4 separate regions of the Drosophila melanogaster genome follow, and regions 1, 2 and 3 are each linked to region 4. The links are chromatin contacts, called in public Hi-C maps. All regions are on one chromosome and are shown on one strand. Each heading gives the region's core, a stretch centred on a gene start, on an enhancer-like site or on the middle of the called end of the contact. The rest is flanking DNA. Distances are from core to core; before and after follow the strand shown.

Region 1 (2,700 bases), core at 120-2,619, 1.4 Mb before region 4:
AGGAACTGGTCGGGCTTGCTGCGGTAATACTGACGCACATTCGGCAGCACCCAAGTCAGCTCCAGTTTGGTCTCGTTCTCCACCGGCTTGACGAAGAAGACTTGCTCGTGGAACTCGGCCTTAAAGGCGTCCTTGTAGTTGAAGCTGCTCAAATCGGGAGCCTTCACCTCATTGTGCGGAATACCAGAGAAGTGGCGCACCACGAGTGATTCCAGCTCATCGATGGGCAAACGAGCCTGCAGGCAAACGTACATGCGATTGGCGCCATAGTGCTCTTTGCGGATCTCGTGCAAAATCTTGTGCAGCTCCGCGTCGTCAACGTTCTCTTTTAGCGACTTCATATTGCCCCAGGCAAAGGTGCCGTGGGGGAAACCTTTCGTGGCCAAACTGGCCAGCAGTTGATCACGCCTGGTCTCATCATCCTGAAGAATCTGCTGGAACTCTGAGTCCACAGCGCTGCGCTCGCGTTGCATAGCCTCTTGCTTCATCAGTGGCGCCTTCATCAGGGCCGTAAAATAGTCCAAACTGGAGTCCAGATGCTTCTCGGCTACCTCAAAATAGAAAAGCGTGTCCTCGCAGTCAGTGTTGGCATTGGCAAAGCCGCCGCATTTCTTAATATGTGCATCGAAAATGTTCTCCTTTGGGTACTTCTCTGAGCCCATAAAGATCATGTGCTCGAGAAAGTGTGCCAGTCCCTGGTATTTTGTGGGCTCAGCAAAAGACCCATAGTCAATCAATAGGGCGCAGGCGGCCAGCTTTTCGTCACCTTCCTCGCTGCTCGATTCCTCGCTGCTTTCACTATCGGTGGAGGTAGATGAGGTGGATTCACTGCGTGAGATTATGGAACTGCTGGTCGACACGGTCGACTTAGACGAGGACGACTCGGATGTGGTGAAGCCATCGTGTGGCATGGGACTGGGATCGGAGACAATCAACGCATGCAATCCATTCCCCAAGAGAAGTGTCCTAAGTGAAGACCAACCATTGAATCCAGTTCAACTGGGTTAATAGTCCGCTACTTACTTGTAAAGCTTCTTGTCCGTTTCCGACTTGTCCGGTATGTCCAGATACTTGACCTGGTCGGTCATTTTGCACAACGAGCTGTATGTGATCGCCCGTACGCCGGCTAATTGAGTAATTGGGCTCCGGCGTTTTGTACGTACGTGAAATTCGAATCGTCTAAACAAATGTGCGCTGTATCGCTGCCAGAGCATGCAAAACTCGAATGAGAATGAGACTTATGGCAATCCGTATCAACTGGGATCGGAGCTATGGAAAATCCACGGGGAAAAAATCACAGGCTGTCAAATAGCAAACGCAAAGGCAACTATTTTATATGTTAACGATACAAACTATTAATCGAAAGACGTGGGCTTAGTGATGGACCAGGTCCTTGGGTGTCGCCTTATCGATAACGTCGCAAATGTCAAATGGCTTGTGTGGCGGTATTTTTACATATAGGGAAATGAAAATTGGAAAACATTTTGTGATGTATGACAGTGTTCTTCATAGCTAATTGATTAGTGATTCAGTGTGGTCTTAGACGAAGAAAAAAAACCACACATAACAATTCTATCAATAGGTAATAAAAAATACCAAAAGCTTTGCACCGATTGGCGCGTGCAGATATCGAGAACCGATAGGCTTCGATAGGTTTGGACAAATAACGTCTGGTATCGAAAGGAAATTGTGTTGATTCCAAATAAATCCGATTCCAGCGGAGATGCAGTCGCGCAGCAAGTCCGATATGAAGCCCATACGAAAGGAGATCCTCAATCCGGGAAACGCCTACATCGAGCTAACCCCGGGCACCAGGGTGAGTTACTAAAACCGCTTGGCAGTTTGGCAGGTTTAGTTCCATCTGCGACAGCAAAAGCAAAACAGTGGGAAAATGGGCCAAGGCCAGTGGGTGGTGCAGCCAACAGAGACTCACTCCTCATGATATTGGCCTTTTCCAGGTGAAGTTCCACTTTCAAACGCGGAGGGCCGGCGACAGTCGCATCATCGATGATAGCCGCAAGATGGAGAAGCCCATGGAGCTGGTCCTGGGGAAGAAGTTTAAGCTAGAGGTCTGGGAGCTGATTGTGCAGCAGATGTCCCTTAACGAAGTGGCCAAGTTCACGGTACATAAGTCGGTAAGGGAATATGATATACACAGAGTCTGGACAACCTGATACCCACTGATCTAATTATTCTCCGAACTCTGGCACCTGCAGCTCTGCGCTCAATATCCTTTTATATCCAAGACCCTGCGGGACATTGGCAAGAAACCGGAGGAGCGACGTCACTGCTGCGGAATGACATTGCAGAACGAGGGCATTGGGTACACCGACCTGGATGAGCTGCTGCAAAATCCTTCCGATCTGGAGTTCATCATTGAACTGTTCTCCATTGAGCTGCCCGAGCAGTACGAAAAAGAGCGCTGGCAGATGTCCGACGACGAAAAGATGCTGGCCACCAGTACGCTGCGCGAACGGGGCAACAACTTCTATAAGGCCAGTCGGTTCACAGAGGCGGAGACCTGCTACCGCGAGGCTGTCGGAATTGTGGAGCAGCTGATGCTAAAGGAGAAGCCGCACGACGAGGAGTGGCAGGAGCTGGCGGCCATCAAGACACCGCTGTTGTTGAACTACGCGCAATGTCGGTTGATCGCCGGCGACTTCTACGCTGTGATCGAGCACTGCAACGAGGTGCTCACCC
Region 2 (2,700 bases), core at 179-2,678, 1.3 Mb before region 4:
AGTCCACGGAGGAGCTGAGTGATATCTACGCGATGAACCTCTCGCTCTGCAGCAACGTGCAGGTGATCAAGGAGTGCAACGGCAACTTTGATGATCCGCAAAAGCTTAATCTGGAACAGGTAAGCATGCCAGCTCTGACCACTTACATAAATATATATATATATATATATATATTGCTTATACAGGTCAAAATGCGTCTGAGGAAAACAGTTGAGCGAAGACAGGACTACTTGAAGTCTAAGAATGCTGATGTCAGTCCAGAGGCGCAGGAACTCTATAGAGCGATAGCCAAACAATACGGGGTAATGACCTCTTGCACGATGCCCTATCATCATTAACCATTGCTATTTCTTTTACTATTTTGTAGTACAATGAAGTCTCCTGGCAAGGACTTAACATACAGATCCTAAATGAAGTCACCATCTCGCCGCCGTACCGAGTGGACAACGTGGTGTCCAGCTCGAACAACGAAACTTCATGCAACTACATCAAGCGCATCGTAAGCAATTGCCCAACCGCAGCACCTTCAAGCAAACTGTCATAAATCCGAAATGAAGTTCGTTAAATCTTTAATCAGACTAGCAAACCATTGTAACTTAAACCCAACGCAATGGCTCAAACAACGATTTAGTTGAATTAATGTTCAGAACATTCTAGATTCGCTAATGTTTATAGGTTATTCATATGTCAAGATAGTCCTAAATATTTCAAGTACTTCCCAATGTGGTTTAGGGTTTGATTAGAAACAGTATTAAGCATTTTATCATTCTGATATAAACATACAAATGCGCAAAGTTGCGGTAAAAAAAAATAATGCTTTATGACAGAATTGTGGCTGGTGTGGTCGGTGTTTTTAAGTTCATAGGTTAATCTTTACTCCATCTTTTATCTGCAGATCAAACAGTTCTTCAACACGAGGCCATCGCCCGTCCCGGAAAGCGGAGCTGCGGCCAGCACCTCGTCACCATCGGTGTCTCCCACGTCCTCATCTCTTGCATCTGGATCGCCGGTTCCCGCAAACTAATAATAAGCAGAAAAAAAACACAAACAAAACAAAACAAAAAAACAGAAATGTGCTTCAAAAAAGAACAACGTATTGGTTTTTTAATCTCTCGGGTGGGCGCATAAAGTTAACACTTTGATGGGTATTCGAAAAACGATTCTGAAAAAACTATCAGTTTTTGTGGCTTTTATGGTACTTTGAATTCAGGACCCACAATTTCTCATCTCGACTTAAGGTTGTGAAAAGTTAAATCATTTTTTTCTAATTATTAGATAATTCAATTACACAATTTCAATTAGATATTAGATATTTGCATTTAAATACATTTAAAATTTTAATAAAACTTCTTTTAAAAATGGATGCCCATGTAGCATTAACATTTGGCTATAAACAAGCTAGCAGACATCACTGTCCGATAACCGATAGCCCGATTGTTATGTATGGCTTGTGGTGGTCAGCTGCAAGAGCCGCGCCGCGTTTTTAACAAATTTAGCGAATAAGCAATAAATAACAGACAATGGCCATGGAAGACGTGCAGAAGCACAGCGTGCACACGCTGATATTCCGCTCCCTGAAGCGCACCCACGATCTGTTCGTCTCCAACCAGGGAAATCTGCCCGAAATCGACGAACGTTTGTGAGTATACCTGTAGTTTGCAACTTACGCATTGTTAATTTGTGTTTTTCGTTAAACAGAGAGAAGTTGCGACGTTCCATCAAGGCGAAGGATGGCTATGGCCTTGTGCTGGACAAGGTGGCGAAGATCGGCGAGGCCAGGAAGGCATCAGGAGCCCAAACGCCGGGCGACAAGACGCTGGCCATCACCGATGGCAGTGCAACGGATGCGGCCAGCGGTGCCGGCAGTCTGGTTAAGTACAATGCGGGCGCCAGGCCAGCGGAGAAGACAGCGCCACTGGTTACCGGCACACACACATCCCTGGTGCGCGCCTCCCTGGCGAACAGCAATGCAGATATGAGCGCCAATGGCGCCATCGCCAGCCATCTGCAATTGATACCGAAGAAGGCGCCCAGCATACCCAAGCCCAAGTGGCACGCACCCTGGAAACTGTCGCGCGTCATCTCCGGCCATTTGGGCTGGGTGCGATGCATCGCCGTGGAGCCGGGCAACGAGTGGTTCGCCACCGGCGCTGGCGATCGTGTGATCAAGATCTGGGACCTGGCCAGCGGCAAACTGAAGCTCTCGCTCACCGGTCATGTGAGCACTGTGCGCGGTGTGGCCGTCAGCACGAAGCATCCGTATCTGTTTAGCTGCGGCGAGGATCGGCAGGTCAAGTGCTGGGATCTGGAGTACAACAAAGTCATACGGCATTATCACGGTCACTTATCGGCTGTTTACTCGCTGGCCCTGCATCCCACCATCGATGTGCTGGCCACCTCCGGTCGCGATTCCACTGCCCGCATCTGGGACATGCGGACCAAGGCGAATGTGCACACACTGACGGGCCATACGAACACGGTGGCCAGTGTGGTGGCGCAGGCCACCAATCCGCAGATCATCACCGGCTCCCACGATTCCACGGTGCGTCTGTGGGATTTGGCCGCCGGCAAGAGCGTCTGCACGCTAACCAATCACAAGAAGTCCGTGCGCAGCATAGTCCTCCATCCATCGCTGTACATGTTCGCCTCCGCCTCGCCGGATAACATCAAGCAGTGGCGCTGTCCGGAGGGCAAGTTTGT
Region 3 (2,700 bases), core at 82-2,581, 1.6 Mb before region 4:
TATGCATGCCTAGTAACATTACCTCCCCTGCCTTCTTCGTCCTTGTGATTTTGTTTAATACTTTTTAATTCGATTTTATTGCGTCTAATGCGCGCCAGCCATCTAGTGTAATCAGTTAGTGTAGTGAATGTAGCGTTCAACCACGGCCATGCATACCACCCAGATGGTACATGGCTATCCAGTGGTCCAACGTTATGACCCGGCGCCAGAACGAGCCGAATCGGATGACGAGATGCGATTGATTGTTGGGTTGGGGGAATGTACACACCTCATCTCACCATACTCCACACCCAACTAAGCCCACACAAGCAAGCGTACATGCATATGTATTTTCTGTTAATGATTCTATTAAATTATTTAATTGTATTGCTAAGCGTTTACATTTTAATTGTTATGTTGTAGTATACACAATAAATAAAAACAAACAAAAAAAAAAAAAAAGAACGAAATAATAAGCTGAAAACAAATCCATTGCCCATTGCCTCCTAGTTAGTTGAGCAACTTAAGGATTATGGCAATTAATAATGGCTTAAGATGTTAGATGTGCTTGTCGCAATTGTATTTCCGCTCGCAGCAAGCGGGAAATTCGCGATTGATGTTCACAAAGTCGCGCTGCTTGCAGCCCGGTGGCGGAGCGACTGCATCGCAGGTTTTGAAGGTCACCAAGCCATCCGCATGGCATTCGGCCCGCACGCATGGCAGATCCGGCGCCAGACCCGTCTCCCCGGGCGACAGGATCGTGTTCGTGTCCAGCACACACTTGCCGGGATGCGCTGCAAGCGATGGAGCAAAGAGTTAGTATGGCATATGACTGGTTTGCACCCAAGTGGACATCACCAGCACAAACTTACATGAATTGTTCAGTTTGACCTTGGCAACGGCCGCCTGGCCAACGTGGCCGCCAAGGATGACGACCAGGCCGAGGAGTAGGAATGCGGCAACGGTGCTAAACTGCGACATACTGCTCGATACTGGATTTCGTTTTGGGTAATCTCTGGTGGAAACTCTGGGATCGAGCGAGGTGTTATCAACTGGGATGCTGGTCCGCAAGTGCTGATGTTTGGGCCGCACCGGCAATGTTTTATACGCAACCGGGGGCGTCGGTTATCAGAAGGCGAAACTGAATCCGAATCCGAATCCGAGTTCGAGTTCGAGACCGAAGCCAAAGCCCCCGGAATGAGGCGGCTTATCCGCTCCAGCTGCCGACGACACCGACTTGACCTTGTCCAACGAGCGGAGCTCCTTTTTCCGATTCCCCGATTGCCGGTTTAGCTGCCTGTTTGGCCGCTTTGTTTAATTTTTATTTTTATTTGTTTTTGTTAATATCTGTGATCATTTTTTTTTGTTTTTTTTACTTCCCTGCGGTTCATTGAGTACTTAATTACAATTGCCCCACGCACACAGACGCCTTTAATTTATTTATGCATAAGCACACATACGCGTGCTTATTGTTATTATTCTTATTTTTTTGTTTTATTGACGGTGTGCGGAGGCTTATCACGTTTCGAATTTTCGGCACCCGTTTCGTTTTTGTTTTTTTGGTTTTTTTTTTTGGGAATTTTCTTGTTTTGGTGTTTTGGAATTCCTGCGAGTTTTTTTTAAGAGTAGCAGTGTTCCAGCGGGTTTACCGCGACTTGACTCATCATCACGAGGGCACGCATCTTCAATTTGCACTTTCACCGGCGCCTCGGGGTTCTTGAACCGCCGCAAAGCCATCATAAAAAACTGGTCCTTCAATATTCGATGGTTATAATGTATGCATATTTACAATATAGTACATATTATGGATGAATGATCATTCATATCCAGATCAGGTTAAAAAGTCTTTCAACCCACTGGCTAATGTAATTGATGTAAGTCATACGAATAACAAGCTAAAATCGACAAGGTTTTGCATTTTGTTCAAAATTTGATATTTGCAATTGGATTTTTCATCATAAGATATCCTAAAATTTTATAATAGCTGATTATTATCAATCCTAACGATCCCATTAACTTTTGGCAATTTTTTATATTTTTTTTATAATTTTGCAAAAAATGGCCAAAAAATAGAATTCACATTTTTAAAAACAGTTTGTTTCGGAATTCAATTACGAGCTCAACGATGTATGACATTCCATATTTGGACCATAATTTTTAAAGTTTCGCTAAAATAAATAAATAAATCAATAAATTATTGATTTTCAAAACCAGCTGCCTGATGAAATTCAACGACAAAAAATTAGAATTTCCAATTTTGAATAAGGAATTACACATTTTTGAGGAAAATTTTTAGATTTTTCGTACCAGGCGATCATAACCAGTAGCAGAAAACAAACTGCCAGTCTGTACAAAATGCACATTTTTATGGTAAATATATTGATTTTTTGCATCAGGCGATTACAATAAATAGCAGGTGTATACTGAAAACGAAATTCCAAAAGATCGTTGGTCTCATTCTGAAATTTCTGTTCGCCTGGTAGCGAAGCCCACAGCCCAGAGTTGCAGAAAAGGTAAATCGCTTTCAATATTTGCTTTTTAAAACATTACTATTTATTTCTTTTACTATGACGCTTGAATTTATCAGTTTTAGTTTTGTTTTGCGTTCGTTTTTTATCTTTGTTTTTGTTTTCTTTCAACTATTTTACAGGTGATAGACTATATTGCGCTTAGTGAAACTACATGCACTTCTATATATAATTTATTTATATATATAAATAT
Region 4 (2,700 bases), core at 38-2,537:
GAGTTGCCGCTTGGGATGCTCCGATCTTCCGATCAGGGCCACTCCGTTACAGATCACCGCACTGTTCTCGACAAATACGCCCTCGGGCAGCTGGTCATCCGGCGGCAGCTCGATCACATCGAGACCAATGGTCCTCAGGAGGGTGCAGTACTGCTCGTGCTGCTGCTTGGCCAGCTGTACGTCGAACTTTCCGTTCTCCAGCAGGGCATCCGAGATTCTACGGATTTAAAGCGGTTAACAATGGATCTGCTAATTGAGGCGCGAATACGAGAACGTCTGAGTGGATAAACGAGTGGGTAATGTACTTGTGTGCTAACTACTCCTTATAAGAAAGAAAGTTATTAATTCCTATTCTTAAGCATTTTGTTTAATGATTGTGGGAGAAACTATTGTAGAAGATGTGTCAAATAGATAAATTAATGCTTGGTAAACAGGAAACTGTATTTTTAAACGTATAACTTCAAAATTGGTATCCTCAGGCTTATAAGTTCTATTTTAGATATGTAGCTATAGAAAGATTTGAATAATCAGATAGATCCAAACTAGATAGTGTTAAAGACAGGATCCAGGAACTGGGCGGCTTGGAAGGTGCAGCCCCACCCACTGGCATGTGTACCCACGAACGTTTGGTTGGGTGACCTAATTCCGCGCCACTGGGGCACTCCCTCCTCCGGATGCGGCAATCCGTCGAATTGAGACGAATTTGGGCTCCACTCACCTGGCCACAATCGCATGTGTGTACTTGGGCGACATGGTCGGCGGATTGGCCACTGGGTGCTCGTCCTCGGCGGCGGAATGCAGATGCAGATGCGGATGCGAAGATGGGGATTCGGATTGGATTCAGTTGGGCACAGTGTGACCTCGCTGCGAATGCCCGTAAAGGCAATTCTTTCGACGCCCTGGTCACTCTGCCATTCACTGGAAATATTTACAAGTTTTTGAAACGATTTAGTAACGGAAAATTACACTTTTTGTTTTCTAAATGTAGTATTACAAATCAAATAAATTAATAATTAAAAGGACAAGCATATAACTGAACGAAATGCGAATTTTCTGTGCATTTTCATAAGAATTGACCCAAAAACATTAGAAGGAAAAGAAAATTGCGCTTACTGTGATATAATAATATATTATATATTATATATTACGCTAACAAATAAGGTTTCATAAGCAAATATTAAATAAATTATTACAAATTATTGAAAATCACGACTTGTGGTGAACAGTCACGACCAAAGCAGTGACCTTAAGAATTGCCCGCTCCAGCGTTATCGATAACACACCGATAACGACTGCTAACGCATACACATCGCCAATTTGGGCATTTTCTCGCATGTAAATTGCAAATTGTGCTTGCATTTTTCGCGTTTTCCCGCGCACACAATCCTTCGGTAGCCGTAAAATTAATGCGCCCAATAGTAAAAGAGCAGTAGGCATGGACGAAGGTGAGTAAGAACATAGCATCCAATCCCCGCGAGCGTTTCATTGATGGCGGCGTCTTGTCTCGTGCAGATTATTCGGCGTCATCTTCGGCCGGCGGTGGCAAGAAGGCCGGCAAGCAGCACAACACGCTGCCCTTTTGGGGCAACGAATCCTCGATGAACCTGAATGCCCTGATCCTGGCCAACATCCAGAGCTCCAGCTACTTCAAAGGTGCAACCAAATCCACACGCGTGCTATTGCCAATCGTCACACTTACTAACCCGCCTTTTTTTTTGTGTACCCCAAACAGTCCATTTGTTTAAACTGAAAACGTACCATGAAGTGGTCGACGAGATCTACTACCAGGTGAAGCATATGGAGCCCTGGGAGCGTGGATCCCGCAAAACGTCCGGACAAACGGGCATGTGCGGCGGTGTGAGTGGTTTATGAAATGTAGCGCTAATCGTTGGCGATGCTTTATGCAATGCATGAATGTATGCACTCATTTTCGTTATCCTATTCCTTTCTAGGTGCGAGGCGTTGGCGCCGGCGGCATTGTGTCAACGGCATATTGCCTGCTCTACAAGCTATACACGCTGCGGCTGACCCGGAAGCAGATCAACGGACTGCTCAATCATACAGACTCGGCCTACATCCGGGCACTAGGTAGGTGTTGGTAAGTCGCATGAGTTCAGCCGTCACATATGCCGTCGCTTGCTCCTGCTCCCCCAGCTCACCAAACGAAACCAAACCACACCATACATCACCCCAAATTTGAAAAAAAAAAATAAGAAAAAAGAAAATAAAATACATGAAGCAGGGTGGGTCGATTTGGACGGTTGCAAACTATAATAGAGAATCTTGGCGGATGGTATTCTATGGATTGAACAACAATCACGTTTCCTTTTCGATTTCAAGTTGTGCCTTTTGCGAGAAGAGGACCTAGCATCTCCTTGCATCTGCCTGCGAAGGTAATCTTTACCCTACTTGCAAATATTTTATTTTATCAAGTATTCATGTTTATGCAATTCCCGGAGCAGTTCATTAAGCATGCACAAATCTTTTCAAATTTATTCGACTTAAATCACCATCTTGACATTCAACCATTGCTTTTTCAGAAATTCCTAACTAAAATCAAAGGAAAAAGTCAAAGTCTACGGTAATTTGCCTATTAAGAACTATTTTTTAGGGATTTTCAGTTACCTATTGCATGATTTTGCCGATTAAATGCTATATAATACATTCATGATTTTTAAATTTGTCCAAAAGAAAATTCCA

What was found. Hi-C and Micro-C count contacts between places; a contact is called where the count stands out from the background.
Region 1: a contact with region 4 is called in a Hi-C map of the Kc167 cell line, with 5 times the contacts expected there. The contact joins the promoter of Nrd1 here to the promoter of CG1622 in region 4. A contact is called at or near these places in 7 of 107 Hi-C or Micro-C datasets (the Kc167 cell line, the S2 cell line, embryo and 2 more) and 1 of 6 datasets of contacts at active chromatin or transcription factors (the Kc167 cell line).
Region 2: a contact with region 4 is called in a Hi-C map of the Kc167 cell line, with 10 times the contacts expected there. The contact joins the promoter of Tango4 here to the promoter of CG1622 in region 4. A contact is called at or near these places in 16 of 107 Hi-C or Micro-C datasets (the Kc167 cell line, the S2 cell line, cellular blastoderm embryo and 5 more) and 1 of 6 datasets of contacts at active chromatin or transcription factors (the Kc167 cell line).
Region 3: a Hi-C map of the Kc167 cell line shows a contact between it and region 4, with 8 times the contacts expected there. The contact joins the promoter of CG2444 here to the promoter of CG1622 in region 4. A contact is called at or near these places in 11 of 107 Hi-C or Micro-C datasets (the Kc167 cell line, the S2 cell line, embryo and 4 more).

Annotation. Positions count from the first base shown.
Region 1 is chrX:11,867,524-11,870,223 of dm6, forward strand. It overlaps Nrd1 (Nardilysin), which reads right to left and starts at 1,370. Exons shown (of 4, transcript NM_132529.4): 1 at 1,024-1,370; 2 at 1-966. The coding sequence starts at 1,214. It overlaps CG1847, which reads left to right and starts at 1,647. Exons shown (of 3, transcript NM_167311.3): 1 at 1,647-1,816; 2 at 1,959-2,135; 3 at 2,217-2,700. The coding sequence starts at 1,724.
Region 2 is chrX:12,019,640-12,022,339 of dm6, forward strand. It overlaps Tango4 (Transport and Golgi organization 4), which reads left to right and starts at 1,429. Exons shown (of 2, transcript NM_132550.3): 1 at 1,429-1,639; 2 at 1,699-2,700. The coding sequence starts at 1,521. It overlaps Lsm12a (LSM12 homolog a), which reads left to right. Exons shown (of 5, transcript NM_132549.3): 2 at 1-119; 3 at 186-302; 4 at 368-499; 5 at 896-1,080. The coding sequence ends at 1,024.
Region 3 is chrX:11,703,969-11,706,668 of dm6, forward strand. It overlaps CG2444, which reads right to left and starts at 1,332. Exons shown (of 2, transcript NM_001298206.1): 1 at 852-1,332; 2 at 342-773. The coding sequence starts at 960. The coding sequence ends at 538. It overlaps PhKgamma (Phosphorylase kinase gamma), which reads left to right. Exons shown (of 11, transcript NM_167297.3): 11 at 1-426. FucT6 (alpha1,6-fucosyltransferase) reads right to left here. Exons shown (of 4, transcript NM_132512.4): 4 at 2,607-2,700.
Region 4 is chrX:13,295,795-13,298,494 of dm6, forward strand. It overlaps CG1622, which reads left to right and starts at 1,288. Exons shown (of 6, transcript NM_132644.3): 1 at 1,288-1,445; 2 at 1,513-1,653; 3 at 1,733-1,857; 4 at 1,953-2,088. The coding sequence starts at 1,436. CG1764 reads right to left here. Exons shown (of 6, transcript NM_001298269.1): 2 at 719-918; 3 at 1-217. The coding sequence starts at 753.